Regions from separate parts of the Pogona vitticeps genome. Here region 1 is linked to region 2. A link is a contact called in public Hi-C data. All regions are on one chromosome and are shown on one strand. Each heading gives the region's core, a stretch centred on a gene start, on an enhancer-like site or on the middle of the called end of the contact. The rest is flanking DNA. Distances are from core to core; before and after follow the strand shown. Region 1 holds the start of YTHDC1 (YTH N6-methyladenosine RNA binding protein C1). Region 2 holds the start of CENPC (centromere protein C).

Region 1 (3,284 bases), core at 255-2,754, 290 kb before region 2:
AGATACTGCTGGCACAAGTCTTACTTCAGCTAATAACCTGGCAGGGGGCCTTAGGCATGTTATTATTTTCTCTGCCTCAGTTTCTCATCGGCATATAGACAATGGTCCTAACTCACATTTACTCGACAGTTACCAGGTTTACTAAAGTTTCCGCCACGGGGCAGATATTAAAAAGCCACCTTGGGTCCTTTAAAGGAGAAAAACTGGGTAAAAATATTTTAAAAAAATAAAACACCTAAAACCCAAAATGAAGGACACACAAACGAAAACATTTCAGCCAATGTTAGGAGCATTTCAGTCCCAATTATTTAAAGCTTAAATGCCTCTTACTCAAACTGTACGAATCTAAAACTACTTCGCACCCAGCTATAAATAATCCCCTAGTAGCATTCCACTTAATTCCATCAAACCTCCCTCGCTTTGCCTTCCGCAGCTCCCAGAGTAGGAGAGGTTTTTTTTGGGGGGAGGGACGCCTCACAACGCTTCCACAAGGGAATTCAGTTTCGCCAGAGAGACAGAAACCAGGTCGGGGAAAAGGTATCAAGGCCCGCCGAGGCCCTCCACCATGAAGGGCAGGGCCTTACCTCGGGAACAAGGGCCGCCCACCTACAGCATCAGCCGGGCCAACCCGCACCGCGTTCAAGACAAAGCCGCCTAGCCACGGCCTCCCCGCTCCCTGTCCGGACCCGCGGGACCCCCCGTCGCCATGACAGCGAACGAGCGGTTTCAGAAAAGAGGGGGGAGGGGAATCGTCGGTACCTTTTTCCTCCCGGCTCTCGGCCGCCATCGTTGCCCCGCAACCCCCACCGGTTCCCAGGCACGGACGGAGCCTTCGCGCGGGAGAACCACAATGCCGCTCGGCTATCGGGGAGGGAGAAGCCGGTGTCCGAGAGAAGGGACACGAGTCTCGAGCAAAAGGGGAAAAAAAATCCCAGCAGCTCCCCCAACGCAGACCAAAATGGAGGATCCCCCCCTCCTCCTTCCTCTTTTCCGTCCGGACTTCCTACGCGACAATTCGTTCCTTCCCACAATGCACAGCGCTATACACGCCCCCCTTCCGTCACAGGACGCGGCGCGTGATCTCATCGATTGGGCGGACTAAGCTTCGGACCATAGAGTTAGAAAGGAAAGAGTGAGGACGCAAGAGGGGAGGGCAGATAACAAGAGTCTCCCTTGCTGTGGGTTACGTACGGAAAACTTAAAAAACCTCTCGCAGGCGCTGGCGGAAATGAGGACTGATCGATGAAATAATTGGATGGAAAGTGTAGAGGCACTGTTGCGCGGCTTCTCTACAAACCTTTCCCGGAGTGTAGAGAGGAATTCCTGCCTTTTCTGAGATTTTATTTTGTGTAGGAAACGAAAACTCTTTAAATATTGCCTTTACAGCGTAATTTCCAAGTAAATAAAATCCATTGACCCCCATATTGCCGTTCGTAGTCCACTGTTTAATATTGCAAGTTAGCTGTGAGACTTAAATTAGTGTGGATTTTCAGTCCAGTGCACCCCATGCAATTCACTGCTCCCTCAAATTATTGGCAATGGCTCTCCTGAAATTGCTTTCTTCTGCTTTTCAGTATAGATGCAGTGGTTGTGAGTCCCTGCCCTTCCTACTGGATAATTTTTTAGATCAAACTACTGTATAAGGAAAAGAACCTTTGTCCGCTGCAGGTTTTTTTTTTTGTTTGCTGTTGATCTGTCTGCTTGATTGCTAAGTATGTGTGCAGTAAATAAAGCTACATACACAAGTCTAATTTCAAGCAATTGTAAGTAAATTTTTATTCATTCTTCTAGAAATGTTTCAGAGTGAGCTAATGAGCCTTTTAAGTGCCAATTAAGGAGAAAGGGCTGGACTCTAAGGGAACTTAAAACTACAGTATTCTCCTCTGTCCCTCTCTGTACTTCTACTGCATAGCAAAAAGGGAATTTTGCTAGAAATTCAAAACCTGCAATGATTCAGTTGTTAATAAACACTTCCTCGGTGCGTCCAGAAATCTCTTTTATAACCACTGCAATCAGCACTGTAAAGTGGCGCACTTACCAAACATGACAGACAGTGAAGATGGAAGAGACAAGGTGTAGAACAGTGGTTCTTAACCTTGAATTACTCAGGTATTTTTGGACTGCAACTCCCAGAAACCTTCACCACCAGCTGTGCTGGCTGGGATTTCTGGGAGTTGCAGTTCAAAAACACCTGAGTAACCCAAGGTTAAGAACCACTGGTGTAGAAGACAGAGGGGAATACCCAACAGGCAAGCAAGACAATAGGGGTATGAAGAAGTGACAAAACAGAACAATGCTGAGAAAGCAAGCTATAGAGATATGATGGGGCAGAGAAGAGAGGAAATGGCAGAGATTGGAGAGGAGCAGCCAGCCAACGAGAGGAGGTGTGAGAAAGAATTGAAAAAAACAGCAGATGTTTTCTGTGATTGATTCCACTGCAACAAATTATAAACAGCACTGATTTTTGGGGAAGTGTGTAATTCTAGCAAAAGAGTAGTCATAAAGTCTTTAATAAGGAGTCACTTTCACTATAGCAAACAAGCAAATTTAAAGTGTGACTACACAGGGATTTATCCCACTATTTGATCTGCTGTGGGAATAAAATACAGTATTTCATTCCTTTCCCCAGTGTTCACGTAAGTGCTAGTCTGAACCAACCCCTCTCCGGAGAGTTCCTACCTGTGCCTTTTAGGTTCCCTGTCAGAGACTACTCTTTTTTTAGATGTGGGCAGGATTGCTCCATTTTGACTTTGTTCCAGCATGAATGATCACTGAGATCAAACCAAAGTGGATGACTTCCTGCCTTCAATTTCCCAATATCATTAAACTGCTTAAGCAGACAATCTTAGCCACTTAAGAATATTGGGAAATTTTTAAACTTCATCTGTTCCTCCATGGAGGGGTGTGCAAAGGTGTGTTGCTGTTGTTTTTGAGCTTGTTAGGGCAGCACTGAAACACTGGACCTTTTGGGGTGGGGGAAAATGAAAGCTTCCTCCCAGAAGGAGGAGTAGACAAAGAGGGAGATTGTTATTTTGTTTTCTTTCCTTTAAATGGAAGTGGGACAAATAGGGTTGCTTGAAGTGTAGATGCCATGTGGATGCAAGGTAAAGGTAAAGGTTCCCCTTGACATTTTTAGTCTAGTCGTGTCCGACTCTAGGGGGCAGTGCTCATCCCGTTTTTCAAGCCATAGAGCCAGCGCTTGTCTGAAGACAGTTTCCGTTGTCACATGGCCAGCATGACTAGGGAACGCCGTTTTACCTTCCCACCTAGGTGGTACCTATTTA
Region 2 (3,545 bases), core at 929-3,428:
GGTAACCATTTCTGAGTATTGTATACTTATAAAACCGTGGAAAGGGTAATCATAAGTCATAATCAACTTGATGGTGCACTGTTTAGGCAGCCACAACTAAATTTTATACATGGTTTATTGAAAGATGAATCTTATTCAGTCCAAATGAGTTTTACTCTTGTTGGAAGTACATAGGCTCGAAGTTGTATGGTTTCCAAGCTTGATCCCCAGATGTTCTTGAACTACAACTCTGAAGCCATAGCCAGCACAGTGAAGACTTCTCAGAATCCAAGAACACTTGAGGACTTAACTGTTGCAGTTTAATGACAAAAGAGGCTATGAGAGCACTCATGGCTCAAAATACACACGATGTGTCTTGAGGAAATGGATTGTGATCCATGGAAGTTGGATAACCATGGAAAGGGTCACCACAAGTCACAAATGACTTAATGGCATGCTATTATTCTTGTTATGTAAGAGCAAGGAGAAGAAAATGCTAATGAGAAGATTTATATGAGTGAATATGTTAAATATATGATTTTAGCTATGTGCTTGTCATGACACCTATCTTTCTCTACCTAGTGTATGCTGCTAGGGCTTTTGGCAAAAAGAAAAAAAAGTTTATATTGGGAATTGTGTTATTCCTTTTGTTAGAAGAGCACTAGGCAGAAAAAACAAGCGTGGAATGATTTAACCATGGCTGACCAACCACACTGTCTGGCCGTTTTTCTGTAAAAAGTGATCATTCTAAAGACTTATTAAGATGGAAAAAAATTGTTCATTTACAGTTATCAACTGTAGTTACAATCTAAATAAAAGAGACAATGTGGAGATTCCAGCATAGGAAAAAATCTCCATGGATGCTGCTTGAAAGATGGCCAGGGAAGAAGATAAGCAATAAAGGAAACTAAATTTTATCCTAACTTCTGTTATGAGAGTTTTGCCGCATTTCTGTGTCACCCCAATCCACAGCAAAAGGTAAGGAACTCTTGTTTCAATGTAAATCAGTGAGTGGGAACTGCTGAATGGGTGACAGCCTTCTGACTGGCAAGTTTAAGCCAACTTGATGTTGCCAGAGATGGAATTTAAAACCAGCACTCCTGGATTGACTTTGCAACCCCCATTTTGAAATGGAATAGCCATTTTTGAACTCCTGTATTTTTTTCTGTATGAACCAGAGATAAGTAGCGCTCAGCCTGATGAAGGCATGAGCAGGCCAAAAGCTAGCATTTGTCTGTGACCTTTTAGTGGTTTAATAAGGATTTGCCTACTCTTGCCTTTGATCATGTGCAAAGGCCACATGGTTTTTTCTATGTTCTTTTCAGAACACCTATGAATCCTGAAGGAACAGCAAAGAATGTTAGGACTATAATCATTGGTGTATTTTTGTTAGAAAGAACTGCCCACTTCTTAAAGTGGATGGAACTCCCAGAAAATCTACCCCCCCAGTCATACGGAAAACTTAAGTTACTTGGAAGTCATTGAATAGGCTACCAAATAGAGTTGGCAGAACCAAAGTGAGTGTTACAAAATGGAGCCTTTGCACCAATAGAGTCCTGTTCTTTGTCAAACAGCATCTCCAGAGCCAGGCATTATAACAATCAGCACCCAGTTCTATTCACATGTACTGTATTGTATTATCCCTTCTAAATCTCCAGGCACACATCCAACTAAGTACTGCCAGCCAAAGCCAGTCACTCACCATACATAGCAATACAAGATGTACTGTAGATACAATGTGGAATCACTCCAGGGATGGTTTCCTCTTTTCTTTTCAATGACAAACTGCTATGAATACAGTATTTCAATCGAGCAACTTTAAATGCAATATTCACATAATGAATTCTATTTTAATATATATATATGGCGGTGACTGGATGGACCAAGTAAAATGAAATAGCGACATGACAAGGACTGTATTATTTGTCGTGAAAAAAAAATTAAAATCTCTGAATGCTAAATTAACAGTTAAATTCAAATCGTAGCTTTCTCCGCTGATTGTACCTGCACGAATTCCTTTTGCCCCGTTTTTAAACATGGCCTACTCAAAAGTAAACCCGCAAGTTGACCTGGCGTATACCTCCACACTAGATGCTCGTAGATCTATGACAGTTCGCAGATCTATGACAGGAGGACAGGCTCCTTCCTTCCTCTCGCTCATTCTCTTCCCCCAACCTCCCTTTTTGTGACGTCAAAGTCTCCCGGCCAATGAGCGGCCTTCTTTTTCGGAGCGCGGACGGCGCGGGAGAGGCCGACGTTTTCAAACAGAGGAAGAGGAAAGGAGGCGGAATCGCTTTGCGGCCTTTGTGAGGAGGAAAGTCGATATGGACTCCCTGGTAAGAGAAAGGTCGCCCTTTTCTCCCCCCGCCGCCGCCGCCCTCGCCCTCAAGGATGGTAGTTCGACCCAGCTCGGCTCATTTTCCGCCCGCCAGAGTTAAAGCGGCTATATTCGTAGACCCGGCCCTACAATTACCTCTTTCCTTAGCTCTAATGCGTCTAATGCGAATTAGGGGTTATGTTGGACAAGCCGGGTCACTATATGTTGCTCCCTTTTAAAGTCCTCGAGTGGTGAGAGTTCTCGGGGTGCGAGAAAAATCCGAAAGCCTCTTGTTACGGCGTTATGGTATCTGATGTATTTTATCCGAATATACAGGCTGAGCATAGATAGGGCTTCACGTTTTTCACGTCCCAATGGCTGCTGCTGCCCCATGAAGTTTCTATGCAGTCTAAATCAGTGGTTCTTAACCTTTGTTACTCGGATGTTTTTGAACTGCAACTCCCAGAAACCCCAGCCAGCACAGCTGATGGTGAAGGCTTCTGGGAGTTGCAGTCCAAAAACACCTGGGTAACCCAAGGTCAAGAACCACTGGTCTAAATGATCACATTTCCTCTGGAAGTAGGAGGGGGTGGGGGAGGAACCATTCGGATATTGCCTGGCCATGAAGAGCCACCGGCCTGATATAGTCTTAAAACCGCCTTCATACTACTGTAGGGTCAGTAGGGAATGAATATTTGCCACCTTGCCAACGTGTAGGTCGGTTACAATCAAAGCTGCTAGGCTGAAAGAGATGGGATCTTGACGGTATCTTGACCAACCCTCATCTCATGAGATACAGGAAGCTTGGAAGGGAAACTGGTGCATCATCTTTGCAAAAGGCATGTTCTCAAAAGTCAAAAAGCAACAACTTGGTTCTTTGCTTTGTGGCAGGAAATAAGCTTCCCTGAGAGATGGGCTGATAATTAGTGTATTTTTGTTAGATGACGGGCTTTTGCTAATTATATTTAAATTAAAGTTTTGCTATTGCAGAAGTAGCATTAGCAACATTGACTGTCTTAATGGATCTTGTTGGTATTTATAGGAGCAGATTTTCTCATATTTGAAATATTAAAGTAAGATCCTGAAGTCCACGCTCTCCTCCATGGCTGGTCAGTCACTTGGTACTCTGATGTCCATTTGACCTCTTCCAGTTTCTGTTTTCTGGTAAAGCCTGCTTTCTTTATGGCATGAGGAAAGAGCAGGCAATTTCTTCCCCTCCTCTAGACCATATATGGCTGTATTTTGCTTT

What was found. A called contact is a pair of places that touch in the nucleus more often than the background predicts.
Region 1: a Hi-C map of muscle shows a contact between it and region 2, with 4 times the contacts expected there. The contact joins the promoter of YTHDC1 here to the promoter of CENPC in region 2. A contact is called at or near these places in 2 of 2 Hi-C or Micro-C datasets (blood and muscle).

Annotation. Positions count from the first base shown.
Region 1 is chr6:81,881,702-81,884,985 of PviZW2.1, reverse strand. It overlaps YTHDC1 (YTH N6-methyladenosine RNA binding protein C1), which reads right to left and starts at 1,504. Exons shown (of 16, transcript XM_078377666.1): 1 at 760-1,504. The coding sequence starts at 787.
Region 2 is chr6:81,592,703-81,596,247 of PviZW2.1, reverse strand. CENPC (centromere protein C) reads left to right here and starts at 2,178. Exons shown (of 18, transcript XM_078377663.1): 1 at 2,178-2,315. The coding sequence starts at 2,304.